Linked DNA regions of Mus musculus: all the other regions are linked to region 4. The links are chromatin contacts, called in public Hi-C and promoter capture Hi-C maps. All regions are on one chromosome and are shown on one strand. Each heading gives the region's core, a stretch centred on a gene start, on an enhancer-like site or on the middle of the called end of the contact. The rest is flanking DNA. Distances are from core to core; before and after follow the strand shown.

The links. Promoter capture Hi-C pulls out the DNA fragments that hold promoters and counts their contacts. A called contact is a pair of places that touch in the nucleus more often than the background predicts.
Region 1: a contact with region 4 is called in a promoter capture Hi-C map of pre-B cells. The contact joins the promoter of Ppid here to the promoter of Serpini1 in region 4. A contact is called at or near these places in 2 of 39 promoter capture datasets (cranial neural crest and pre-B cells) and 1 of 484 Hi-C or Micro-C datasets (B cells).
Region 2: a contact with region 4 is called in a Hi-C map of regulatory T cells, with 11 times the contacts expected there. The contact joins the promoter of 6430573P05Rik here to the promoter of Serpini1 in region 4. A contact is called at or near these places in 1 of 39 promoter capture datasets (pre-B cells) and 2 of 484 Hi-C or Micro-C datasets (regulatory T cells and uterus).
Region 3: a Hi-C map of neutrophils shows a contact between it and region 4, with 13 times the contacts expected there. The contact joins the promoter of Etfdh here to the promoter of Serpini1 in region 4. A contact is called at or near these places in 4 of 39 promoter capture datasets (the C10 cell line, cranial neural crest, liver and 1 more), 9 of 484 Hi-C or Micro-C datasets (CD4 T cells, CD8 T cells, brain and 5 more) and 1 of 9 other capture datasets (liver).

The regions. Positions count from the first base shown.
Region 1 is chr3:79,587,059-79,593,693 of GRCm38.p6, reverse strand. Ppid (peptidylprolyl isomerase D (cyclophilin D)) reads right to left here and starts at 2,357. Exons shown (of 10, transcript NM_026352.4): 1 at 2,137-2,357; 2 at 1-84. The coding sequence starts at 2,221.
Region 2 is chr3:79,284,916-79,292,327 of GRCm38.p6, reverse strand. 6430573P05Rik (RIKEN cDNA 6430573P05 gene) reads right to left here and starts at 5,473. Exons shown (of 2, transcript NR_165170.1): 1 at 4,519-5,473; 2 at 2,485-3,949. It also overlaps a transcript of Rapgef2 not described here.
Region 3 is chr3:79,625,186-79,632,182 of GRCm38.p6, reverse strand. Etfdh (electron transferring flavoprotein, dehydrogenase) reads left to right here and starts at 3,416. Exons shown (of 13, transcript NM_025794.2): 1 at 3,416-3,665. The coding sequence starts at 3,632. It overlaps 4930579G24Rik (RIKEN cDNA 4930579G24 gene), which reads right to left and starts at 3,104. Exons shown (of 2, transcript NM_029482.1): 1 at 2,827-3,104; 2 at 1-1,054. The coding sequence starts at 3,006. The coding sequence ends at 899.
Region 4 is chr3:75,555,662-75,562,881 of GRCm38.p6, reverse strand. It overlaps Serpini1 (serine (or cysteine) peptidase inhibitor, clade I, member 1), which reads right to left and starts at 5,389. Exons shown (of 9, transcript NM_009250.3): 1 at 5,240-5,389. Pdcd10 (programmed cell death 10) reads left to right here and starts at 6,030. Exons shown (of 8, transcript NM_019745.4): 1 at 6,030-6,160.

The DNA of each region.
Region 1 (6,635 bases), core at 1,108-3,607, 4.0 Mb before region 4:
CTTTTTCTCCTGTACACAACGCACGAAAATTTTCTGCAGTTTTGGGAACAATATCTGCAAACAATTCTAAAACAATTCGGCCAACTGAAGGAAAAGAAAAGGACATCTTGTCAGTGTGCAAACTGAACAGGCAAACCAAACGGAGATAACGAATTACACAACCAGTGGCTAACACCTCATCCAACGTGTCATTCAGTTCTCTTTAACCACGTCACTAACTGGAGTCACAATGCTGTGGACAGATCTTCTGCGCTTACCACTCTTTAAATGAAATTGTGCATCCTTTAACTGCCATCTTCCCAGGCTATGGTACCTATCATGCTACTTCTCTAAGTTCAACTTTTTAAAGAGTCCACAAACGTGAGAGCCTATTGTAGGTTATTTCATGCACCATACTATCCTCTAGAGTTAACTACAAAGTTATAAATAAGATTTCCCTCTTTTAAAGGCCAGTGTTATATTCTACTGTGTATACAGCACGGTGTATGTTCTCATGCTTTGACAGACACTAGATTGGTGCTGTGTGTGTTGGCTACTGTGAATAACGCTGCAGTGCCTCGGGTATGCATACAAACTTCATCTCCCTTGAAAATAAGCCCAAACACGGAACTGTCAGATCCGTGTCACTGTCATCTCATTGTCATTTTTCTACGATTCCTATTTAGTCTAAGGAAAGCTTCGTAGATCTAAACTTGAAACAACACAAGATTATAACTAATTACAGCATCCAGGCGATTAGCTGCCTAGGAAGCACAACATGGTTTAATGTACAAAGGATTTAAAACCCTAAATCACTTAAATAATATTCAGACTTTTAAATTTTTTTATTCTGGGCTGGAGAGATGGCTCAGTGGTTAAGAGCACTGACTGCTCTTCCGAAGGTCCTGAGTTCAAACCCCAGCAACCACATGGTGGCTCACAACCATCTGAAATGAGATCTGATGTCCTCTTCTGAAGGCATCTGAAGACAGCTACAGTGTACTTAGATATAATCATAAATAAATCCTTAAAAAATATTTTTAAAAAAATTTTATTTTATGTGTGAGGCTGAGGCATGTAGTGTGGAGATCATGGGACAATCGCTGGGATTCAGGGTTGGTGGCAGACACCTTTACCTGCTGACCTATCTCAGGGGCCCTGCACTCAGAATTTCTAATCGCTAAGTAACTAACAGAAGACATAGTCCACTCTGTGTTCTATGGAAACTGCCTTTTGTAACCTCTGAAACAGTTCCCTTCTCAAGAATCCAAGAGACAGTTAACAATAAAATCTGTTACAAAACAAAGTGAATGCATATATACCCGTGTGTGTACCCATCCCAGCAGGTCTGGCCTACAACTCTAACATGCTTCAGAAAAGCCCAATTGAGTTACAAAGCAACACGAGGGCTTATGACAGTGTTTCTCAACCTTCTTAATGCTTCCACCCTTTAATATAGTTCCTCATCATAACTGTAAGTTTGCTACTGTTACGATTAGTAATGAAAATATCTGATATGCAACTCGGTGAAATGGTCGTTTAACAACCCACCCTCCAAGGAGTTTCCTCCACCCACCGGTTAAGCCACTGGCTTAGGGCTTCTTAGCTCTGAATCCTAGGTAACCATACAGACATAGTGCTCAATTCCATGATGCCAAAACAGCACAAACGATCGCCTACTTAAACTGCTACTATAATCAGTAATAAGGAAAAAGCACTAAGCACGAAAGTCACTCTAATTTGAAAATGATCTGGTAGCTCCCAATGTAGTTCGTGTACCAAGAGGCACGTGGCGTGTCTTGAGCCCCCCAGGCACATATCCAGGAAGCATACCGAACTATCCACCACTACTCGTCAAATCATTTCACTTTATAGTAAGTAGTGATGCAAAGGTTGCAGGGAAGTGCGATCAAAAAGAGACAAACGATAGGGACGCCACGATCCCTAAAGTAGAAGTAGAAATTTCCAGAAACTTCCACCGGAAGGGAGAGGGCGCAATCTGGACTCGTGGAGGCCAGGGCTCGCTCCGTCTGGGACCTAGGCTGCTATCCCCCTCCGGATCCCAGGCCCCGAGCCGCCGAACAGCCAGCGGGCCAAGGAGAACCGCAGCAGGGAGGCCCCGGGCGAGGGAACCGCTGAGCCGTTCGCGCCGCTCACCTCGCTCCCCGCCGATGTCCACGTCAAAGAAGACTCGCGGGTTCTTGGAGTTGGAGGGCTTGGCTGCCGGGGATGCGTGGGACATCTTCACTGCGGGCACTGGGCAGCGGGACACGAGCACCTCGTGCGCGAGACCGGAGCAAACTCTACTGCCCCTCTACGTTATAACCTGGCAACGCGCGGAAGAGTTACTTCCTGCGCACCGCCGGAAGCTGTACTCTGGTTTCCGGTGGCGCCTTCACCTTCCGGTTTCTGCGCCTGGCCCCTAATGCTTCTCTTTAGGTGGCTGTAGTGGCCGTCGGTTTCTTTTTAGTGTGTGCGCCGTTCCCTGGTGTTTGCTGCATCGCTGGGTGGAGAATTTGGAAACCATCCTAGCCTCGACTCTGCCACGAAATGCCAGTAACTACAACGAAACTTAGTTTACTCGTCTGTAAAATGGGGATAAAAATGCCTCCTCTGAGCAGACATGGTGGCTAGGCGGCACGACCTGAGTCTGATCCCCAGGATCCGTAAGGTGAAAGGAAAGAATGTTATCACCCAGTTGCCATCTGATCTCCACGAGTATGTCGTAGCATGCACACAGAAGCGCACATACATAAATTAATTGGTGCCTTCTTTTTCTTAATGCCTACCTACCTAGGGAAGGCGTTTTGGAAATTAAAGACATAAATTACTTATCAGAATGCCTGACATAAACATGTGGCTTCTAATAAATAACAGATGTCCAGTTACTATTGCCATGTTATTGTCATTTGGCCGTTAAGTTGTAAGTGACCCAGTCTAAAGCAAAGGCTCCAAATGCGCTGATGTTGAGAATCTAAAAGAGGATTTATTTGACTTCTGTTAAAACTAGATATCCTATAATAGTCTGTCTTTTTTTTTTTTTTCTAATGGGCTTGGTGTAAAATACACAACTTAAAGTTGAATGTGGTTATTCAGTACTGAGGAGGTAGAAGCAGGACGATCTATGTGAGTTCCAGGCCAGCCTGAGCTATGCCAGTAAGAATTTAAAAAGTGGCCATCCAGAGACTGTCCCACCTGAGGATTCATCCCATATACAGTCACCAAATCCTGACACTATTGTAGATGCCAAGAAATGCTTGCTGACAGGAGCCTGATATAGCTGTATATAGAGGCCCTGCCAGAGCCTTACAAATACAGAGGCGGATGCTCACAGTCAACCATTGGACTGAGGGGGTTGGGGGTCCCAATTGAGGAGTTAAGGAAAGAATTGAAGGAGCTGAAGGGGTTTGCAACCCCATAGGAAGAACAACAATATCAACCAACAGAGTTCTCAGGCACTAAGCCACCAACCAAGGAGTACACATAGCTCCGGCTACATGTATAGCAGAGAATGCCCTTGTCAGGCAACAATGGGAGGAGAGGTTCTTGATCCTATGAAGGCTGGATAGATGCCCCAATGTAGGGGAATTGAGGGTGGGAGTGAGTGGTGGGTGGAGGAACACCCTCATAGAAGCAGGGGGAGGGGGTGGGATAGGGAGTTTCTGGGAGTGAGAAGCCAGGAAAGGGGATAACATTTTGAAGTGTACATAAAGAAAATATGCAATTTTTAAAAAAGAATAAGAAAGTACATTTAGGACGAGTAGCTTTGGCATAGGCCTGTTATGCCAGTAGTTGATTCCATGCCAGGAGAATCCAAAGTTCAAGTTAGCCTGGGCTAAGTAAAGAGGCACTCACTCCAAAAAGACAAAAAAGGAGGTAAAACATTGTTAAGACTGGCCAGGTGGCACTTATGAGGTAGAAACAGGAAGATGGATAGTCCCAGGTTAGTCAGTACTACAGAACGAGACCTTACCTTTAAAAAATAAATAAATAAACCAGCCCAGGAAAAAAATTAACCAGCCCAAGTTGGTACCCAGCACCTATAATCTCCGCACTAGAGGCAAGAGTATCAGGAGCTAAACACCCAAACAAGCTCGCTCTTCTGTAAGTTGCCTTGTTCATGGTATTTAATCACAGCAACAGGAAAGTAATTAGTTCAGATCAGCAAAGCAGTTGGAATCTTCTATCCTGGTCATGTCCGGGCAGCAAACTGGTCATTTATATTTTGTCTTGCACATGACAATGATAAAGTTAATTAAAATGTGTGCTCAGGGGTCTGAGAAGATGTCTCACTCAATATGCAGGCGGATCCCTGGCACCCACTCAAAGGCTGGGTGGGGTGGGCACACAGTGGTCCCAGTGCTAAGGAAGATGATTCCTGGAGCAAATTGGCCAGTCGATGTGCTCGAAGTTAAAGGAGAGACCCTATCTCAAAAAATAAGATGGAGACCTGCCATACTCAATATCAAACTCTGCCCTCTACATTCATACACACATCCAGACAAACACATGCAGACAATACACACACACACACACACACACACGTTGCTGTTGTTCTAATCTACTAACTTGAAATCACTGAGGGCAGTCTGGAATGCGTAGAAAAACTCTCCTAAAAGGAAACACAAGAAGGAGGAGAGAGAAGAAAAGCTAGGGGCAAGCTGAGAATGCTGGCTCCATTCTCATAAGAAGGAAACTGGACAGGATGATTCTGTTGTTGTACAAGTGTCTGGGTGTGAAAACTGATGTAAAAGTTACTCTCCCGCTACCTAGGATTTTTTCCACAGTAAGTGGCTTTTTATGAAATTCGTATTACTAGAACCAAACCAAATGAAGAATCAAACTTTTTTTTTTAATTATGTGCTTGTGTCTGAGTTTGTGTATGTCAATTCAGAGACCCACAGGGACCAGAAGAGGGTATTGGTTCCCCTTGAGCTACCATTATAGGTGGTTGTGATCCTGCTTATGTAGGTACTAGGAGCCAAACTCCAGTCCTCTTGGAAGAGCAGCAAGCTCTCTTGACCCCTGAGGCCAAAGCTTTGGCCCTAAGAATCCAGCCTCTGCAATTACTGAACACCAGATCTCTACTGAGAAGACCAGCCTCTCCAAACCTGCTGCCTCCGCCAACTGTCTGCTTGCTCAGGCAGGTCACTGGGGCTCTGACATCTCAGCGAGGACAGAGCAGAGCTGTCTCCTAAGGCTGAGGATCTGGCTTCACCTAGACAGAGGGGCCCTGTCTGAGGGCATTACCATACGTATTTTGTTCTTTCTGCTTTTCTTAAGCACAGAATAGTGATATTAACACATCCCGCCCCAGTCTCTGTTTAGTTCTCATTGCATATCACTCCACAGCTGAGCACTCTGTGTTCATTTTTTAAAAAGATTTATTTATTTATTTATTATATGTAAGTACACTGTAGCTGTCTTCAGACATACCAGAAGAGGGTGTCAAATATCATTACGGATGGTTGTGAGCCACCATGTGGTTGCTGGGATTTGAACTCAGGACCTTCAGAAGAACAGTCAGTGCCCTTAACTGCTGAGCCATCTCTCCAGCCCCAGCACTCTGTGTTCATTGCTTCAAGAGAACAATCTGCCTTCTAGACCAAGGTGTTGCAGGAATAGAAAACATTGTTGGCCTGGAAAAAGTTGGGGGAAAAAAATCTTCAGTTTTTGTTTGTTTTCACTACAAGGTTTCTCTGTGTAGCCCTGGCTTCCCTGGAACTTGCTCTGTAGATCAGGCTGGCCTCAGACTCAGAGATCCACCAGTTGCCTGCCACTGTGGATCTGCCCCCCCCCCCGCCCCATCTTTTATAAGACCATGGTTTCATTCTCTCAAATTAAAATAAAATAAAGAAAATACCCATACCCATAATCCCAGCACTCAGGGGGCATCGCTGGTGGATCTCTGCGAGTATGAGCCTGGTTTGCTCATTAGGTCCTGGCCATCTAGAGCTATAGAGTAAGACCAACTAAATCAACGAGAAATGCCCATTCCTGATCTAGGAAAGGAGGGATTAGTGATGACAGAAGAGAGCAAGAGGGAAAGCAAGGTCATGGCAGCTTGCCACTTCACAACAGTGGGCGAGATTAATCGATTGACTGATCGATCGATCGATCGATTGATTGATTGACATATCGGCAATCATATCTCTGAGAATGCAAAAACATTCACAGGTAAGCTAAAGAGATTTAAGAGCAGAGATAGGGCATGCTAGTGCCTGAACAGCTCAAACTGAGCTGCAGACCACAGAGAGCAAGCTTTGGCTCATGAAGGGAGCAAGATGGCAAATGTAAACCCAGACTGGGCTACAGAGTCTCAAATAACTAAGATCAAACAGACAAATGAGCCATTTCAAACATGGCTGAGTGAATGCCTTTACATGGGCATAGGCTATGTATCACTAAAGTTCCTACAAGGACCTGAGGCAAATTTAAAATAATACCCAAACACATTCTCAAGGTAACAAATTAGAAAGGACCCCAAAGATGAGCGACTAAGTTCCACTGTCCTATGTGTACTGTCAGACTCTGATTGTTTAACTGGACCGACAAAAGGGGTTAATTGTTAAGTGGGTGAGGGCACACATAGCTTGTGCTGAAGATCGACATCACGCGCAGGTGGTTACACACTGGCAGGACTTCCTATCCCAGAG
Region 2 (7,412 bases), core at 4,224-6,723, 3.7 Mb before region 4:
TTCTTTCCTTCCTCTGTAGATGCCAGGATAGGAACTCAGGTTGTCTGTGGTTTTCCCTACTGAGTCATTTTACATGCTTGGCAGACTGTTTCTTCCTCTTCTTCCCTCCCTTCGTCCCTCTGTCCCTCCGTCCCTCCGTCCCTCCATCCCTCCGTCCCTCTCTTTCCATTTTTGGGGCAGGGTATTATGTAGGCAAGGCTGCTCTCAAACTTATTATGAAGTCAAGGAGCACCTTGGACTTCTGATCTTCCTGTTTCTGACTCCTTGTGCCGAGATCACTGTCACATGCTATGGTGTCCAGTTTTCCAGGTCCTGGGGATTGATGGAAGCCCCAGCTTCATGCATGTTAGGCAAACACTTAATAACTAAGAAGTGTACCAGGCCCAACAGACTGACATTGAACCACAATCAGAAATTTATAAAAATAGTTGTTAAACACACTGGCAACAATAGAAGGCATCACAGGTAGTCACACGTGTAACTATGTTTTTCCCGTGAGAAATGTTAGCTCTCCTGCAGCAGAGAACGTCCTTCTTGGTGCTTCAATATTTCAAGTGTGAGGGGTTCAGTGGTGGGACTGAGCAGAGCAATTTTGCTACATTGTGTATTGTTTGATTTATATTTTTAATTAATTTTATGTGCAGGTAGAACCAGGATAAAATATTGACAAGTCAGGGAGGAAACGGTATCTACATGTCATTTTGATCTATGTGACAGCATCCTCAATTCTGAATTGGTGACACTTGTAAAATTGAACCTAAGATTTTGATTATGACTTGTGCTTTGATATACTGTATCCAGACTTTAAAGTCCCCTGGTCTGAGACCAGGGCTTAACTTCCCTGACCTTCCTCACTATACTCCGTATGGCTCTTTGGGATGCTGTTTGCAAGTGAATTCAGCGTCAGCTGCTGGAGCATGCTACGCTCTGAATTAGCTCTCCTGAGAGTCTTCCTCACTTGGCTTTGAGGGTAAAAGAAGCTGGAAAAGTGCATGCTTTTGAGGAATGAGAGTCAGAGGAATTTCACAGTCTTGGGGAGAAGGAAACCTGGCCCTGAGAGGGTTACCCAGGCAGCTCTGTCTCAGTGGAACAGGGCATCTTCCTGGAGCTTCCCACCTCCCTCACCCTCCTCCACGAAAGCACATTATTTAAGATAGTGCCTGGCATGTGGCACAGGCACCTACTCATCTGGCTGCCTGTTTGAAGTAGTGAGATGGCCCCCAGCCTGGAGTAAATAGGCAATAAATATTTATCTTTGACCCGAATGCTAGGTGCTCAGTAGGTTTTCTCATAAAATGACTATCTTTCCTAAATCTTCTCCTATAGCCAGACTCATAGGAGTTGTTGGTTGTTTTTGTTTTCCTTTTTAAATGAAAATGACTCAGAATGCCTTATCTATACATTATGTTTAGGGTATATTAGAAAAGGGGTTTTAAAGCTATGAGTAGAAATTGCCTTAAGGCCAGATCTTGCACTGTATCTTTGGACCAATTTTTTTAGATGCATGAAGGAACAAAGGGCAGAAAGCCCCCTCATCTTTACACTTGCATTTCTGAGGCAGCGTAAGAGATGACTTGCTTTGATTAAGGGCTGTTGTCAGTTTGAGGTTGGAGTCCTAGCTGGCACGTTGTCAGACCTGTGCTTGATTCTGTCTTTCAAGTCACACCCAGTACAGTATTGATGCTCAAATGTTAAAAACAGCAAAGCACGGCAAGTATTAGGTGTCCTGGATTCTGAGTGGTGATAGCTTTGTTGACATATGTAGATAAGTGGATTATAAATAGTGAGGATATTAGCTTTAATTGATGTCAAATGATAGCTTCGAAGTTGAACCTGAGTTAGTCATTTGGTTGGTGCAGAAGGTATACTATTAGGCCTTACCTAAGGTCATTGGTATAGTTCAGTATCACAGTGGAACACTCAGAGGGGAGGGGAAGAAAGAGAGGGTGGGGAGAGAGAGGGAAGGAGAAGGAGGAGGAGAAGAGAGGAGAGAAGACCAGAGGAAGAGGAGAGAAGGGGAGGGAAGGGGAGAGAAGAGGAAGGGAGGAAAGGAAGAGAGAAGTTTGAATCTGGAATTCACAATTTTCTAACAGATATGGCTGAAGATGCTTCTGCCCAACACCCATGCTTTGCTGATTCCTCTGCAAATTCCATCCTTTCCTATCAGTATGAAAGTAGACCTTCCTACTTTCTGGGCTCACCAACCACGACCACAAAGTGGAACGAGGAGAGACCATATGTGTCCCTTGTGAGGGGTGTGGTACACTTTACACAAAATTATCTGATCTCAAATATGTGAGTCTTTGTGTGGGATGAGCAGAGGCAGAGACACATTGAAGAATACAATGTACAGGCAGCAGTCAATACTCCCTGTACCAGGACTGCCTGGTTCAGTTGTTGCTCTCAGTATTTATGATAGGTTATAGGAGTCTCATGTTGTTAGCTTGCTCTAGATCACCCCAAAGCTAAAGGCAGGCCTGGAACTAGGGCAAATCACACAGCCCACTTTATTGCCAGTTTCCCCATCTGTAAACAGGATGATAATAACTGTCCACAAACCTCAAAGGGTGGGGATGACGAATATGATCTTAAAAATAACAACTATTTGTTGAGTTCATACTATGGCTCAAGCACTGTGCAACATCTTTGCATGTGTTGTATTTGATACTTGCAAATCTTCAGCACGAAGTAAATGCATTCTTTCTGTAGGACAGAAGACAGGCTTAGTGGGCTTGTGTGTCCTCTTGCAACTTCCTTTTTCCCACCATATAGGTGTGATAATAATATATATCATACAACTATAAGGTATTTGAGTAATTCGAGTATCCATCCAATAATACTAGTTGGTATAGAGGTCAACAAAATAAAAATCATTGACGTGCACAGCTGACATTACAGTGGAGTAAGAAAATACAAAATGAGTAAAATACAATATGCAGGTTAGGTGTTAAATAAAGCCAGGAAGGTAGGCTACGCAACCATGGGGAAGATGATATTTGAATAAAGATGAGAGAAGAGCAAAGGAGGTGGAAAGCAGCATTCCATCTGTTACATATGTTTTCTTTTTCTTCCGTGGGTGGAAGGGGAAAGGTAGAGCCAACACAGCAGTAGAAGGAACAGCAGATGGAAGGCCAGGAGATCCACATTTGCTTTATTTCTTTAGAAACAGCATGGAAGCTCGTGTGCCTGAGGAACTGAGTAGGGAACATAGTGGATATGAGAGTAGGTCAGAAGAGGTCACAGGTTGGAGGACTAGGTTCAGGGGTCATTGAGGCCACAGAGTTCTAGGCTTGTGGGATGAATGTCATGGAAGATAAGCAGTGACTCACGGGAGCACATTTACACCGGCTGCTGTCATGAGAATGGGCTACTCAGAGGAAAACAAACTAACAAATAAACAAGAAACAAAGAAACAAGAAAGGAGGGAAGGAAGAAAGAAAGAAAGAAAGAAAGGAAGAAAGAAAGGAAGAAGGAAAGAAAGAAAAAGGGTACTAGGGATATAACTATAGAAAAATGCAATCAGAGGGTTGTAGTGCTTTGGACCATGATCACTGTAGGAAAGGTGGTAGGGACTGGAATACACATCTATTAGAACTTTGAAAGTTGAGGTAGAAGGCTGTACCAAACTTTGTTGCATAGAGGAGAAAGAAATTAAGAAGATACTAGGATGAACCCTGGGGAACCTGGATGGTGATAATGGTGTCTTATTAATTGGGACATTTAAGGCTGTGGATGGGGGATGTTTGGGACAAGAAAAGTGGAACCAGATTTGTACACACACACTCTGAAATGTCGCATAGACTCCAAATGGGGAATGTCGGGTATATGTATTTTGCAGATCATTGGGTTTAAAATTCTCTTTTTCTGTTATTTTGCTTTTGAAGTGGAGGTTTAGCCTGGAGAATTCAAGTTGCTGCTCTAGGACTTCAGATAAAGCAGGAAGCAGTTGCTGTAAAAGCAATAAAACCGGACTTATTAGATATACTTTGTAACTTAGACTCAGTTCTCTAAATTTTGGCCCCCGCAGATCCTTTCTTTTTGGAAGTTATGCAATCCGTTTAGCGCTGTGCTGGCGAATTTAAGGACTTCCTCCCCTACTAGCTGACAGCCTGTCCCAATTGCTTACAATAATAAACTGGATATCGAAAAATATGCTTGAAAAAAAGGTTTTTAAGTTTGAATAACAATTGTCTTTAGTCTCCACACAGACTTCAAACACTGCAATCTTCTTTGAGGCTGACGCTGCACACCTCAAGCCTGGTCAGGAAGGGATGAACTCCCAAGAGCAGGGACATCTTAACACACTAATATGGGCTTTGTACCGGGCAAGTCTGGATTGGAAACTCGCGATCCTGAGAAGGTGCTCTGCCCAGTGGAAGGCAAAGTCCGACCTAGGATTATTCATTCTTGATTATGTCAGAGAACTTGCTGTCTTGGCCTCTAGATTACAACGGGCTGACCTGGTGTTTTCTTGTCCGATGTGATACCAGGTCTGGAGTTGGAAAGCCACATTCCTACCTGACTAACGCAGGAGTCATTTAAGGGTTTAGATGTCAGTGAGCGCGGAAGGTAGGAGAGCAACGTTGTCCTTGCAGTCACTACAAATAAACAGAATCCAAGGATGGTTAATGTTGCCACCGAAGCAAAATCCCAGTCAGCCCTAAGCTTTGGGAAGACCTGCCACTGCAGCCGAGTCCTCACAGGGACCTCTCCCGGGTGGGGTCAGCTTCCAGCCCGGGAAGAGGCGGGAGACGTGCCGCAAGGCCTGGGATGTGGGGTCTAGGCCAGAGAGTCGGGGTGCGGCCGCTCAGCTATGGGATCAACGATCGCAACAGCCCCGGCTGTCCTGGCTCCCACCGCACCTGGCCCCGGCAGAACGCGGCTCTCAGCGAGGGCGCGGCCCCGCCAGGCCAGCGATGGGGCGGGCCGGCGCCACGGGGCGCTCCGCCCCCGATGATGCGGCGGCCTCCGACTGGCCCCCGGCCCGTCACTCACTCCTCACCATGGTTGCAGCACAAAGCAACAAGCCCCGGAGGCCGCTTCCTCCCTGAAGAGTGGCTCCGGCGGCCGCCGAGGCGCAGGAGAAGGAAGAGGCGGGGAAGAGGAGGCGGTCGCCGTTCAGCAGACGCTTGGCGGGGCTGCGCGCTCCGCTCTCGGCCTCGCGCCCGCCGGGGACCCGTGTCTGGCCCGCCGCGCCCGCCCGCCGCACGGACGACGCACAAAGTTGCCTAGAGCGCGGGGGCCGCGCGGGGAGCAGCCGCGCTCAGGCGCCGATGGGGGCGGGCGGCTGGAGCTGCGCGGCCCGCGGGGATGCAGCAGCAGTCGGGAGGCGCGGCCGACAGTAGACGGAGGCGCGGCGCGGCCACGGCGGCCGAGGCCAGCGGGCTCGGTGGCTCCCAGACCTGAGCCGGGCTCACCAGGCTCAGCGCGCGGCCCTCCCTCTCGACCGGCGCGCGAGGACCCGGGACGCGTCAGAGCGAGCGCGGCCGGAGCGGGTAGAGCCAGGGCCCCGCCGGAGAGGCTCCGCCCGCCGTCGCTTGCACCTCCCTAAAAATAACTCGGCCCGCCGGGGCCAGCGCGATCCGCGACCGATCGGGAGCGCTGCCGGGCAGTCGCTGAGTCCGAGTCTACGGACAGCAAGCCGCGAGGAGGAGGAGGGCAGCTCCGGGCTGCACGGACCTTTCGTGCTGTCTGCGCCCCGGCCCCGCGCCTGGGCTGGTTTGCCTCGGGCAGTGGCGCTGGGCCGGGAGGCCGGCGAGTGTGTGGAGCGGACCCGGTGCGCCCCGCAGGGGGAGATGGCGTCCTACGTGGATAATAGCTTCCGCCAAGCGGTGATGAAGAACCCCGCCGAGAGGACCCCCCAGGTGAGACGCGCCGCCACCCGCCGTGGGGTTGGTGTCTGCAGACTGCGCCCTTCCAGTGCCCCGGCACTCCTCTGCTGGGGAAGCATCCCATTTCCCCCATCCAGGACCTTCCCTGCCCCAACTTCCAAGGGCATTCTTTTCAGACTGTTCTGCGATTGCTGCCCTCTCCTCTGCTGTCCTTTTCGTTGCGCTCCCCGTAGCTGACCTTGCCTGCGCCTTTGCGGGACTAGTTGTCTATAGGGTATGCCTTTCTCCGGCCACACTCCTTGGGGTTGAGTCTTGGGGTCAGGTCTCAGCTCCTCTCGGCCGGGTACTCTTGTCACCCTGACTGCAGGCTCAGTTACTCTCTTGCATGTATCCCATCTTTAGAGTTTAGGGGTGTTTAATGAGCTGTAAGCAGGAACTTGCAGGGTTGTGCGATGAACTGACTGGCCTAGGTGGGCCTTGTAAAGTGAAAGCCTGTCTTTAGTTACTACTTTACTTTCTTGAAAGAGGAATGTTGTTATCCATCGAAAGGAAAAAGTTGACAGGCCAGCGCTTTTCATTCCAATTGTAGATGTAAGTGCAGAACAGGCGTATTCGACTCCGTCTTCTTCGCAGGGCAGATTCTTTCGGTTTGCACAATATGGTCAAAATTAGATGAGTGGTTAACGTTTATACAATTGTTTATCCTCAGGTTTTTTTTTTTATTTTTAAACGGAGGGATAGCTGGTGGGTTAGATTTGATTTTTCTTAGATTGGATTAGCGAGGGAGGAGTGTTATAAAAAATGTGGTTTGATTTCCGTTGCTTACTGGCTACATGACGTAGATTCCTAAATGTTGGGATGGCGACTACAGGCGATCCTGCTTGCCAACCCTGCAGGCAAAGAAGATCTACAGATCCTTGGGGCCAGCAAAAACAGCGAGGATCCGATACTTGACAAAAGTTGCTTTGCTTGTCTGGGGATGGGATGCCATCTGTCCAAATCCAAGTGCTGCCCATCTCTGATGATGATTATTTAATGGGCGAGAGACTAGAATAAAAGCGAATCTTCCATTGGCTGCTTTTGGACAAGCCCCAAGAACGGCACCTGGTACTGTTGTTCTTGATGGTTTTCCTTTTGCTTGGTGGAGCTGTCACTTGTGGGATATGAATATAGATTACACTTGCCAAGCCTGGGAGATGGACTGTAATCGCATAAGAACGTTCACTTCACGTCTTCAGAAGTACCTACTCCAAAGGGCAGTTTTTATCAGGCACTGAGCATGCACGCCTTTGATCTGCTCCCTTCTCTGGTGGTGGTATAGCTGCCCTTCATGTGTCTTCATCATCTCTATTTGTTAAAACGGTCACTTATACCCATTTTCTGCTCTTGAAAAGACACTGCCAGTTTATTGTGTAGGCAAAGCAACTTTCACGCGATCTCTCAGTTCTTTTCAAGAACAGAGTTTGAAATGGCCAAGTGAAATTACACATGCAAACCGAACAAGGATAGTCAGTGATGTCCGAGGCCTGGTGTAGAAATGGGGAGGGTGAAATGGGGTGCTAGGTTGATTAGTTAGAATAA
Region 3 (6,997 bases), core at 2,167-4,666, 4.1 Mb before region 4:
GGGGGGGGGTTCAAGACAGGGTTTCTCTGTGTAGCCCTGGCTGTCCTGGAACTCACTCTGTAGACCAGGCTGGCCTCAAACTCAGAAATCTGCCTGCCTCTGCCTCCCGAGTGCTGGGATTAAAGGTGTGAGCCACCAACACCCGGCAAAAAAATGTATTTGAAGATCATCATCAAAATTCAAAACTGTCTTGCGTACCAGTAGTCCTGGCCCCTAAGACAGGAGCCTGGGCTTCCCAGGAAGACTGCTTCAAGACAGAAAAAAATGTCAGCTTCCCATTAAAATAGAGAGAATGAAAGAGAGAATTTTTCCTTCAAGTCAATGAAGCTTAGATTCATACAGTTTTCTTAGAGAAACAGTCTTCATCCTAAAAGACAGGAGTCAAAAGTAGCTTTAATTAACTCATCGAGTCTCATTCACAGACAGTGAGTGTTGTGACCTGGCTGTGGGCACTGGGATAAGGAAGTAAGTAAGGGCCACCGCCAGTTTTCCAATAGGTGTCCTGTGGAGCTGGACCACGCACCCGAAATCCTCATCGCCCGCCTTAGGAGACACACCGCGCTCAACTCCCAACTCAAGCATTCTTGTCATCTTCTCACAAAACAAATGATGACCTGGGTGCAGGGAGGCACTATTGCGACATTACTTACGGATGGAATGAGCTCTCATAAAGGAGTCGACAAAAGCTTAGAGGGCAGAAAGCATCTAAGGTAAAATACTGCCATATCAGAGAAAACACACAAGCAAATAAAAGAGCCCAGTATTCTGCTTTCACCAAGTCGAGAATACCAAGAAAAGTCCCATTCTCAGTCTAAATGCCTGGAGACAGGCAGCCGCGTCCATGTGCTCTACGTGCAAATAGGTCCTGTGCAAGGCTTTACGCGACTACATCGGCAAGTCAGTTGTCGGGTTTCAGGGAATCATAGCCTTCTTTCAGGAGGTCGCGCCACGTCTTAAGGAAGCGTGCATTTTCTGTACATTTCAGGGCAAGTTCTTCCACTTGAGCTGATACCGCAGACGTGGCTTCCAGAAGTTTAGTTAATGAAAACGCCGCCTACAATTTAATGAAAGAAAGAAAAGTCAAGCGGGTTTGTTTGTGGTACTGGTACCCAGGACCTCCAGCACTGAGCTACACCCTGAACCCCACACACGCTTTTTAAAAAAAAAAATCCTCATCTAACTTCATAGTCTAAATATAGCTTAAAACCTTCAATCAAATGCCCACATGTTTTTCTTTAAAAGAAATGAATTTTCAAAAAAAAAAAAAAAAAAAAAAACACTGGTTCTTTCTTGAAGCCGAAGTCTCAGAACAGGGGAGGCACACAGCTCTACCCAAGCTGCACTCAGAGCCTCTAAATTTTTTCATAACGTAACTTTAAGGAAGAATACCTGCCATAAAAATACTCACTGAATATGACAAGTCAGTATTTTTAACAGAAAACACATCCAACTCTCATATATTTCCCCAAGGCAACCTGGAAACCTCTTGACTAAAAGTGGCAGAGCCATCCAAAGGACTTCCTCACTTTGCCTGGTAACGAAGTAAGAAAAGCCCTGTTCCACTATTTTCACCCATGAACACTTATTTTTGAGCTATAAATAAGTAAATAAATAATAAAATCAAAGAACTTATACTCTAAGCTGAGCTGACAGAACATCTAAAATCACACACAGCTATGAAAAACTCACTTTTAAATCAAATGCTTTCTTCACCAAAAAATATAAAATAACACTTTTTTTATATCATGTCAGCATTTATTGTTCACATTTATTTGTAACCTGTATTGTTTGGGGGGAGGGACCTGGACTAATACTTCAGCCATCTCTTTTGACAAAAGAATAAAAACCTGTCAGCCAGTTCTAGTTTCCAAATCTTTTGTGTGGTTATTCCACAACCCTCTCCAGGAAGATTGTCTGCTACATACTTCAGTCCTTTCTCCCTCTCAAAGAGTCCTTATAAAGTGCCACTGTAAACACATAAGTGGATGCTCACAGTCAGCTATTGGATGGATCACAGGGCCCCCAATGGAGGAGCTTGAGAAAGTACCCAAGGAGCTAAAGAGATCTGCAACCCTATAGGTGGAACAACATTATGAACTAACCAGTACCCCGGAGCTCTTGACTCTAGCTGCATATGTATCAAAAGATGGCCTAGTCGGCCTTCAATGGAAAGAACGGCCCATTGGACTGGCAAACTCTATATGCCTCAGTACAGGGGAACGCCAGGGCCAAAAAGTGGGAGTGGGTGGGTAGGGGAGTGGGAGAGGGTATGGGGGACTTTTGGGATAGCATTGGAAATGTAAATGAGGAAAATACCTAATAATAAATAAATAAAGTGCCGCTGTGACCCTCCAACCCCTCAGCGTTATACGTGTTGGGGTCAGGAAGTTATTTCTGGGAATTCGAGATTGAACAAAAACTTTACAGAATTTTTGCATTGCAAGATTCTGTTCTAAACTGTCCTATCAAATCCATCTGCCGGCTGTGATTAGCCCTGGTCCACTCAAGTCCAACACAGAGCCAAGTAAGCGACACACAACAGCATCACCAGCTGGCCCTGGGCTGGTGGCCAACTAGAAGCACAAGCTCGAGTCCCTTAGAAAGCACCAATGGGCAAGGAGGCAAGCTATGACCGCCCAAAGTGCTCCGAGGGATGGGAGGAGGCGGAGAGAGGATCCTGGCAGCGGGGCTGCGGATGACCGCTAGCAGAAGGAGAAGGAAAGAAAGATGCGGGAAGAGAGAGCCGAGGCTAGCCCTCAACTCCAAGAACCGCAGGCAGGAGCACCCTAGCTGCAATCAGCTCTCAGCCGCAACGGCGACACTCACGTCTCCGATCTGCAGCTCCACTTGCTCCAGCGGGTCCACGGTTGGACCGGGACTCCTGCTCGGATCCCGCCAGCCCAAACTCACTGGCATGCTGAGGGACGACGAAGAGGCGCCTGACGACGGAGATGAGGGAGGCGGCGGCGGCGGCGAAGAAGCCCGAAACTCCTCAGAGTCAGCCATGGGAGTGAGCTGGGGCTACTGGACCGGATCAAGCAACCGAACCCTCACCAACTGCCTTTCGACCGCTCGCGCCCAAAGCCCATAGGCTCCGCCTCCTCCCACACGGAGTCCCGCCCCATCTTCTCGTTTGTCTCTGCCCTGGACCCCAAGTACGTCTCATTTTTTCCAGACAGCCAATCAGATATCAAGCCAGGCGTCACCAGGCTCCTGCGCACAGCTCCAGGAGCTAAACACTACAACTCCCAGAATGCCTAGCAAATCAGCCTCGCTATGCTTCTAGGGCGCATGCGCACACGCGAGAGCTTGTCGGCCTCTTCTGCACACTAGGTTCCTGGCTGAGGATGACTGGGAGATGGAGTCTTCTGCCTTTTCCTGGCTTGTATGTGACCCGGAAACCTTACTGGCCTTCGTGTCCTCTGTGGCGCCGGCGCAAAGCAGAAGAGGGGCGGGTACGCCGCGAAGCAAGGGCGGTCGGCAGAGCCCAGACGCTGACAGAAGCTGAGCAGTCGGGGCTTCTTGGCAGGTGATGGCGCCCCTCGTAGCCTAGAAGTCCAGCACCCTCGGCAAGCCGCAGACCCACGCCTCTCTCCTTTGTATCTGGTCAAGTCTCCGGGTCACTTTGAACATGTTGGTGCGACTAACCAAGCTGTCCTGCCCTGGTGAGACGAAACTCCTGGTGGGGACAGAAGGAGCAAGGTGGATAAGTTGGGACAAAACAAGACTGGGGCCACACCCGGGGTACTGCCAGCATCTCTTTCCTTGTCTATTGTCTTAGGCTAAACTAGGGCAAAGGTCAATGCTGTCAGCGCCTGGTGGCCGACCCTACCTTACCGACCTTGGAGTTGCCCCAGTTGGCAGAATTATCATCTAGGTTAAAGGTCATGAGAAGAGAAAATTGTCAACACTGCCCCCTCGGTGGAGTTCCCCCAAATGCCGCTCCTAATCTTTACCTCAAGGCTCAGGTATTATCTGCCGCCTTATTAGGAATGGGAAAGAAAGAAAAACTTGTGTGGGTTTTCGCCTTGGCTCTGACCTGACTTTGCAGCCATAATAGTCTAATCTTAATTGAAGTCTGAGCTCTCATATCGTATTAACTCATATATTACCAATTATGTCTGGAGTCGGAATTTTTTCTGCATTATCCAGAGTTAACACCAGGCGTTTCTGTTATGGGTGTTTCTTAAAGCAGTTGCAGGATAGTTTTAAGTTTTTACTTAAAAACAACCCCCTCGTTCAAACAGAAGTTTAGAGGATCTTGAATTCTGTTGTAACTGGCTTAATATAAATCTTTACTGAAGTTAATTTGGCTGTGGGATTTTTAAACAAGTATTTGTATACTTGTTTAAACAATATGGTGTATATTCAAACCAAGCATCTATTATCCACAGAAGATGGTATGCTTTGAGAGCCATCAGTTTACAGTCTAATTTAGATGCAGTCTTGGATCTAGTCAGTGACTTTTCTTTAAACGCTAATTTGTTACATTTTCATTACTCAGTGTTACCTCTAGTGGTGACAACTAAATGTGCTAAGTATGTCGTGTATGGCTGATCCGGTGTTCAGTGACTCTGACTTTGCTTTCTACTGGAACTCTGTCTTTATGCCTAAATGTTCAGATGGGTCATGAGAGATACCATGCTCGTTTAAGCAAAGGAATAAACGTTATACCTTTTTAAAATTCTCTGGTGGGAATCAGAGGCCACGGTTCCAACTGTTCTCGAGCAAATTAGTAGCTGTACAAATAATAGAATGAATTTTCAGAAGTAAATGATAACTTGTATATGGTAAACTACAGGGTATAATAAATACCTTTTAAATGATGATAGTATGTTTGAACTCAACCAAATTTGCCTATAAGTACTTATAAATATCTTTCCCCCGTGAATTAGGGTAAAAAAAAAAAGATTTAATCTTGGACTTAATAAAGTATTTCAATATCATCGACTGATAGATTGATTTTTTTTCAAGGCAGAGTTCCTCTGTGTGGTCCTGGCTGCCCAGGAACTGGCTCTGTAGACCAGGCTGGCCTCAACCTCACAGAGCTCCATCCACCTGCCTCTGCCTGTGCTGGGATTAAAGGCCTGCACCACTACTGCCCAGCAATATAATACTTTTTAATGTGCAAAACAAGCTAGGGAAGATTTGTTTCCCTACCTCTTTAAAATTATCAAAAGAAATGTATAGTATTTACAAGACATTAGACTTCTACTCCAAATGTTTTTTTTTTCCCCACTTCATTCAAATTTATTGTCTTGATGCCAGGTATCACTTGAGAAACTATTTTGTTAAAATATTTAAAAATATTAACCATGTAATTGGTGGTAAAAATAAAATTAGTTTATATAAGAATAATTTGTTAAAAATATTTCGTCTTCTTTTTTTTTCTTTTGTTTTTCTTTTGTTTTGGTTTGGTTTGGTTTTTGGTTTTTTTGGTTTTTGAGACAGGGTTTCTCTGTGTAGCCCTGGCTGACCTGGAATTCACTCTGTAGACCAGACTGGCCGCGAACTCAGAAATCCGCCTGCCCCTGCCTCCCAAGTGCTGGGATTAAAGGCATGCGCCACCACACCCGGCCTTCTTCTTTCTATTTAATTAAGAAAAAATTTACCATGGCCTCAGGTTCCATGATTTCAGAGATAATTTCAGATCAATTACTGTTCTCAGAATTTGACAAGTATTAGAAGAAACTATCTGAATTCCTATTTGTCTGATGTAAATAGGGCTTATCGTTATTTCACATCTCAGAAAGTTATGAGGGATATTTTGTTTGGAACAGGTTCTCATATAGCACAGGTTGGCTATAATCTGATTGTCGTGTGGCTGGAGATAACCTTGAATTTCTGATCTCCCCACTGTGCATTACCACATGGCTTATGATGTACTGGGGATCCAACTAGGCAAGCACTCTACCAACTGAGCCACACCCCATCCAAGACATAGTATTAAAATGGAAAATTCTTAACCATTCATCCTGTCCAGGAAAGTGTAAATTATATAGTCAAAATGAAATTCCTTGTCTTTACTACTTTTTACAGTCCATTTACAAAAGTTTCCTCACTTGTAGATGCTTTATAAGACATAGTCCAAGTTAGAAAAGACCTCACTATTGTGACGGAAATTAAACAGTTTCACAGGCTTCTATGTACATAGCCATTGAAATCGTTACTAGGAAGGTTCTGATCCTGTTAAGAAGCACATAATTGTTTTTGTTTTTGAAACGGAGTCTCAGTGTAGCCCTAGCTGGGCTGGAACTCCCTGTGTAGTCTAGACTGGCCTTATTGTCACAGAGATCCCCCTGGCTCTGCCTCTAAGTACTGGGATTAAAGACATCACCATGCCCATCTGAATAGCTGTAGCTCTTGTATTTCAGTCTTCGATCTGCCTATCACTGTATTTTTTATTTAACTTTTTATTTTGTACTTGCTTTAGGCTTTCAGATGAGTTGCAGAGAAAATAGAGTTCCCATGTGTCCTTCTCAAACTTAACATCATATATAATCATGGTGAATATGGAGACTAAGAAACTAACATTGGCTGGACGGTGGTGGCGCACACCTTTTTTTTTTTTAAAGATTTATTTATTATTTTATGTAAATACACTGTAGTTGTCTTCACACACTCCAGAAGAGGGAGTCAGATCTCATTACGGATGGTTGTGAGCCACCATGTGGTTGCTGGGATTTGAACTCTGGACCTTCGGAAGAGCAGTCGGGTGCTCTTACCCACTGAGCCATCTCACCAGCCCAGCACACACCTTTAATCCCAGCACTTGGGAGGCAGAGGCAGGCAGATTTCTGAGTTTGAGGCCAGCCTGGTCTACAGAGTGAGTTCCAGGACAGCCAGGACTACACAGAAAAACCCTGTCTCAAAAAACAAAAACAAAAAACTAACATTGATGAAATGTTATTATACTACAAAACTATTCAGGTTCCCATTTTCTGGTTCAGGATCTAGTCCATGTAGCTTTTAGTTAGCCTCCATCTATTTTCATGGG
Region 4 (7,220 bases), core at 4,140-6,639:
ATTAAGCCAGAGTCAATTCTCTGTCTGCCTTACCACATTAAGTACAAGCCAAGAGGGGAGTAGGCTAAATCGGAGGGGGGCTCAAATGGTGCTGAGTTAACATATCATACAAGCTTCCTCAGCCAAAAGAAATGTTACTGGCCAGATCTGAGCAAGGTCTCAAAGCTTGGCCCTGCTTCATGATAACTCCAAGGTTAGAAACACAGGTGTTATTCAGGTTAAATTAGTCTTACTATGGCCTTCTTAATTTGACCATTTTGGTAAAATAGAACAAATTTTCTATTTTAAAGAGTAAATTCTAGTCACGATGAAGCCTTATACTATATCTAATTTTCAGTAAGTATTTTCATAGGTAAGAAAAAAGGAAACGCACACACATAGACATGAATACACATGCATTTATTTGGGGGTAGTATTGGCTAAAGACATCTTTAAAACAGCAGAATCTAGAGGCAAAGAGTGGAATATCTTCAAGTGGCACCCCATGAATAAAATCTGAACTAAAGCATATACTATTTTAGGCTGAAGTTAGTGAAAATATTTTCTCTCTTCATTTAGAAATCCAAAAATGAACAACAATGATTATTCTGAACACAGAGTAGACAAATCAGTGGGCTGAGTCCAATGTTAGTTACATCAGAAATTTAAGAAAAGAGAATTTTCTAGTTGAACTTGTTCATAAAATGATACAATACCTTGTCAAAAACCTGAACACATCATTACTATTAAATATGAATTATGTATAGGGCCTTAGACATACATATAAAAAACAATGAAACTCAGTATTAGTCCTAAAGATCTTGAATGTCTGATGAGTGAGACATTTATGAACTCAGCTAACAATATAAATCACAGTGCTAAGCATGTGAATATCACAGGAACAAGGAGGATTAGTCATCACTTCCAAGCTAATATATATCCATCAGTTTGTTAGTACGCGTTGGCTGTGAGCAAACAAAAGCCAGCTAAATAGTTGCTGTTATTAATTTTATTATCAAATGACAGTTTATAATTAATGAGCATTTACCAAGTGACTAATAATAAGAGATACAAATCTTACTAAATTAATTCTGACACAAACCAGAGTAATTGTTTTGGTAAAATGCCAAGTTAAAAGTATCGAAGGCCCGATGCTATGATTCTACAAATGGTTAAATAATGAGGAAGGATCTCTTTCTTATTTTTTGGAGGGGGGGAAATAACTAGAGAAACTGGAGAATAAATTCAGACTTTACACAATGAAATTTGGTTTTAAAGGGAAGACATTAGCAAAGCTATTCCTCAGAGGTTTAATGGCAAATGGAGGTGAGCCACAGGCTTCCCTGGCTGGGAAAGCTCTTCCACCTTTGCAGCATCTCCTGGCAGAGCCATGTTCCCCAACTAAACTCCCTGCCTCTGGAACGAATTTACAAATCGTACACAAAATCTTGCACCTACAAAGTCTGAATCAAATCTGGTTCCAATAACTGCTTCTGAATAGTTAATCAGATCAAAGCCATTTTCTTTTTTTTTTTCTTTTCTTTTTTTTTAATTAGGTATTTTCCTCGTTTACATTTTCAATGCTATCCCAAAGGTCCCCCATACCCACCCACCCCCCAACCCCCTACCCACCCACTCCCCCTTTTTGGCCCTGGCGTTCCCCTGTACTGAATAACTGACTTGTACAGTAACCATTTGGTGGGATCAACTGTCTGATTTATGAAACTACAAATATCTCATTGTATAGATTACAGTACTGGGCAACATTTCTAACGGAGCCAGTAGTCACAGTGCATCTTCTGTCCACTGACCTTGATAGAATCTGCTCAAGATCAACATGAGATGAAAGTGAAGCCCCCCTGGTCTGGAGAGTCTAATGCTCTCCCTTCTAAGATGGAAGCCTAGGTATGAATGTGGGCACCAAAACTCAACTCCTGGAGAAGTGAAATAGCTTAAGTAATTACTAACATCTTAAGAAACAAAAACAAAGACTGAGAAGATTTCAAATTCCAAGTCTAGCAAGTTAATAGTTCATAGTTAATAGTTAATAGTGGTAAGTGCTTGTCTATCATGCATGTGGGTCTAGCCTTGAACACCAGTGCTGACTATGACAATAAAAATATACTGCTCCACATTGATGAAAAACAATTATTTGTACAACCTAAAATAAATAAATAAATAAATAAATAAAACCACAATTACCCAAAATTTAAGGATGAAATACTGAAAATGTTAGCTGGAAAAGTAACAAAGCAAAACAAATCCTTATTTGAATAAATAATTGTTCCAGATTCCCAAACCAATATTTAACCTTAGAAAAATTTGATAAATCTAAATAAATTGGTTGTTGTTTAAATTGATTGTCTGTTTAAGTAAGGGAATAAATATCACTTTAGTTCTGACTTCCCTTAAATTTTTTCTCCAAATAATAGCATAAATGTATTAGTTCTGTTTTTATAACCTATAACTGTTTAAAATTTAATGTATTAATGACTTCAGTGACTCACAAGTGCAAAAAATGTCATGTTCGCATTTTGAATATAGGTCTATAGAAATTAGTGGTTGAAAAAGGAAGGCTGTACTCTGTATTACATGCATTTAACACAAAATATTAAGTATCTTTTCTCTAATGTCTAGGGTATGTTTCTCAATCATTTTTATAAATATCTATTTCCCTGTTTCCAGTTCACTCCCAAACCATTTGATCTGGAACCTGTGAGTGGTTTCTCTGTTGTGTCAAGGACAGCCTCCAAACCTCCTGCTAGAAATGCATTCAAGTCAATTTACTTTCACTCCATAGACTTAGAATCAGAATTTTAAATTTAAAGAGAGGTCCAAAAGACAGTGCCATTTGAAATTAACCAAGTCTTTTGGCTAAAAGGGAGTCATCCCCTGAGCAGTTTCCACTGGATAGACCAGCAGGATAAATAATCTGCTTTATTTCATATATCATACTTTATATAAATTGAATGACCTTTCCCAACACTAACCAAGAAAAAAAAAACAGGTTATTTGAAATTGATATAAATGTTAATTAAACTAGATAAAGAGTTCAAGGTGAAATAACTGTCCAAGTATGATATACTCACAATTTGCTCTCATATAGAAACACAAGTCTTATTCCCAAAACAACACAAGAACTTAGTCCACTGACATTCCTAAATGGATCTGATCTCACAAACAGGGGAATATTAGGCATTTTAAAATTGAAATCTCATTCATTCTTAATGAGTCTGTAGTCTTAGGATATCTCAGAGCCTACTATTTATGTAGTTAGATGAGATTTTAAAAACATCTTCATTTCAGCTGTTTTCATGTAAATTGTTTTCTATCCATTTATTTTCTTTGTTATTTACTGATTTCCATCAAATTCTTTCAAAAGGTCATTCTTACAAAGGCTCTAAAAGAACTTCATTGCCAGTCACATAATTAACTATTATCTTTTTTTTGTGTGTGTGGAGGGAATAACCAGAGACAACAGGTATTCAGTTTCCAAGTGAATCAGCAAAGAGCCTGAACATCTAAGACGGACTCAGGACCATGCACCTACCATCACACATAACAAGGGCAAGGACAACCTTTTCCAAGTTTTATTAAACCACCAGATCACATTTTCTCTCCCAAAAGCATTTTCTGGAGATCACATAGCCAGATGGCTATGCCAATTAATAGGTTTCTAGTAGTATACCAAAGATAACATCCATCCTTACTGTCACTGCTAAGTTTAGTGGCTTCTATAGCTTTTTTCGAATACTTACATGATCTGCTTAATCTAAGCCTAGATATTTCTTGGTTTTGCTTATTTATTTATTTTTTAAGATTTCTCTGTGTGCCCAGGTCTTTGGTGTATTAGAATGTGGGAGAAAAGGATTTAATTAATTTAGTAGTGGGCATCTCTCATCAGTATCTGCACTTAGTAGGACTGAACCTTAAGTAATGGAGAGAATACCTTTGAGCCACTTTAGTTTTAGAAGGCATCTTGTGTGCACTGCAAAAACAAAATTCAAAATCTTGCAGTAAACCAGAATAGTATGACAAAAGAAGAAAATAGAAGGTGATTTCTGGATCTTATTGACCCCTCTTTAAACAATCTCAAGTATTCTGGCACCCTATGGAATAGTCAACTGTCACAAGAAAGCCATTTCAGAGCAGAGTATGCTGCAATATGCTACATGACTAACAGGCATATAATCTGGGACACTATTTCACAACAAAAAAATGAACTAAGCACGTAGAATTTTAGTACTTTTCCAACCCAAAAGGCTGTAATCTGTCATAGGTGCAAAGGTAGGATTGACTACCTAACATAACAAGTATTACAACATAATTCCACCCGTATGTATTACTAGCATTCAAAAGAGTATACACACAATGAGAATGAACTATTATTGTGTGATACTATATACCTCTAAAATGAGAGCCCATTATAAAATACTAAAGGTTATCATTTTACACATACTCTCTTCAATAGAGGAAAGCTCCTCCACACAGTTCCCTTGTACTCCTGTTTTTAAAACACGAACAAACGTTACCGGACACAAATGAGAGAATAAGAAGCAGCGAGGAAGTACACCATATGTTCCCGTTGTAGGCTAAACCCAGGTCTTTGTTTCAATATTCCAGCGCCAGCAGGAAGGAAAAGCCAAATACCCACCCATTTCAATTTATTTTCTCATTAATGCTGGTAAAAGTTATACTTAGGATAGGTTTAGCCGGAACCCATCCTATCTTATTATTTGCTTCTTTAACCCATATCTTTTGCAATCCAAAGACCCTGCAATACAACCGGTTATCTTGGATAGACTGTCCGTGGCAGGACAATCTGATAAACTAACACAAGCGTCAGGCACTGAAGAGGACAAAGTTATTTTCTTAGTGAAACAGTTACAAAGTGGTTCTCTATCAATGCCAATTTTGCCTTTTTAACAGCTACGCATCTAGCTTGACACCATCCACCTGGTACTCAATTAGCAGGGCTTTCTTCAATCTTGTGATCTCCCAGACCAGTTTTAATGGTGCAACTCAAAACAAAATCCTTAACCACGCCCTTAATATCCCAGGCAGAGTTACCTTTTGTTTTTTGTTTTTTTTCTCTCTCTCTACCAAAGTCTGTAATTGTACGTAATTGTACTGAAAAGGTTTGCACCGCGATCCTAAGTCAACATAGCACTCTTTCCTCCAGTATCCAGGCGTTCCTATTGTCAGATGCCTTCCTCCCCAGGTTGCTGTGCTGTAGCCCGCAAGTGGCGCCCACGCTTACCTCCTTCACACCTGCAATCCCCGCTCGGGATGCTGGAGAGGATGCTGGGCAGGCTGAGACTGCTCCGGATGCTGCTCTTGCCTCTCTCCAGGGAAACTACAGACTAGGCTGAGCTGAAGCTTCTTCTGAGATTCAAGCTCCGCCTTCCCCGCCTCTAATTGGCCGAAGCTCGGGCTGCGGCTCCTCCCACTGCCATCTGCGCAGCCTAGGCGCAGAGCGGTACCCGAGGTCTCTTAGTTCCTGGTGCTCTGACCCCTTCATTTCGGACTTTCTCCCCTCTGGCATCGCACCTGGCCCTTCCTCAGGTCCTGCTTAGCTCTTTTAGCCGGCTGGTCCAGTGAACACGGGAGTGGGCTGTCCTTTGGGGGTATGGGGGTACTGTTGCTTCGGAGTAGGCGGAGCCCACCGGTCTAGCCCCTAGAGCCTTCCTCCCCGCCTACCCATGGACTCAGCCCAGCCTCCTGTCGCTTGCTACCTCTGGCCCCCCGCCCTTTTCTTTACACCCATCCGAGGGCACCTCCCATCGGTGGGCGTGGCGTTGTGGGCTATCTTCTCATTCTGATTGGTGCAGGTGAGACTCGGCCCCGCCCTCCCTCGTTTCTGGGCGCGCTCTCTCTTCATCTCCTCCCCTCCCTCAAAGACAGGGAACTCTCTTCTGATTTGCTAGAAGTGTCCCCACCTATTGCCTAAGGCGTTCTCGCACAGCCTTCTGGGAAATGTAGTCTTACTATTGCAGGAAGTGCTAACGGAAATGGAGGGCGGAACTACAAATCCCCATCGGGCCTTGCGCGACTCCTGCTGGGCAGGATTCCGGACAACGCCTGGTTCCTTTCGGGTCCTTCCGGCGTCGCCGGAGTGAATTGATCCGGGAGTTGAAGAGGGCTCCAAAGGTGGGAAGTGAAGTCCGTGCCTCAGTTGCCGGTAAGGCGAGGTTTCTCGGTTCGGGTCCGCACGGCTCCGTGGGCAGCCAGAGCGGCCTGGGGTCAGGCGGGGACCGAGGCGGAGGTGCTGAGGCTAGGCTCTGGCCGGCGGGGCGGACGGGTGGGGAGCCGGGCCTTGTGGGCGTCAGCGAGGTCTCTACGCGAGCTGCGGAAAGCTGGGTTTGTAAATGCCTCCTGCCCAGCCCGGCCCGGCGCCTCCAGGAAGTCCGCTGTGGGTTTGGGTGGAGGGGAAGGGTGAGGTCGGCCTCCCGGGTCTCCACTGACCGAGGGGGCGGATGTGGTGGGGTGAGGTCCCGGGCAGGTGAGGCTAAAGCTTGGCTAGGCCTGGAGGGAGCGTGGGTGCCCGGGAGTCGCCTCCCGGTGTGGCTGGGGTTATGCCCTTTGAGGGAAGAAGAGAGACAGTGTTGACAGTTCCGACTCAGTTCCAATTTCCTCTCTGAGGAGGTGATTCTTAACTCGGAAGGTTTGTGCCTCTTGACTCCAATACGTCAGATGGATGTATACTTCTCAAGTGCCCTCGAAGCGCTTTCACTTTGGGATGCTAATGAGACTACTGTAGAAGCAAATGACGTGCCCAAGGTCACACAGATCTTCAGAGTCTAGTCCTCCGAAAGTCCAGTTTCTGACCAGAGTTGTCGGCTTAGGAAGAAAGAGTGGGGAGGTGGGTGGTAGTACTGGAAGCAGATAGAAGAAGTTGCAAAGTAGTGTGCCTGTTTGTCAGAAACGGTTGTGAGGTGCAGAGAGTTGGTTTGTTGACGTGGAGTGGAAGCTTTGCCAAAGCATCCTCTCTAATGTTCTGTAAAACAGGAAGGATCGCTTTAGCTTAGATCTTTACCCCTTTTTCTGGGGTCTACTGAATGATAACACTCACTTTCCACACGCCATTTTTAAAGGATAGATAATATTTAGGAATAGCTCAGTGTTGCCATTAAGAGAATAGTCCTTTTCATTTCTATTTTCTTACCATTTTCAAAAACTATGGGTGAAACTTTCACAGAACTTACTTTACAGATATTCATGCTTTCATTAAGTGAAAATTA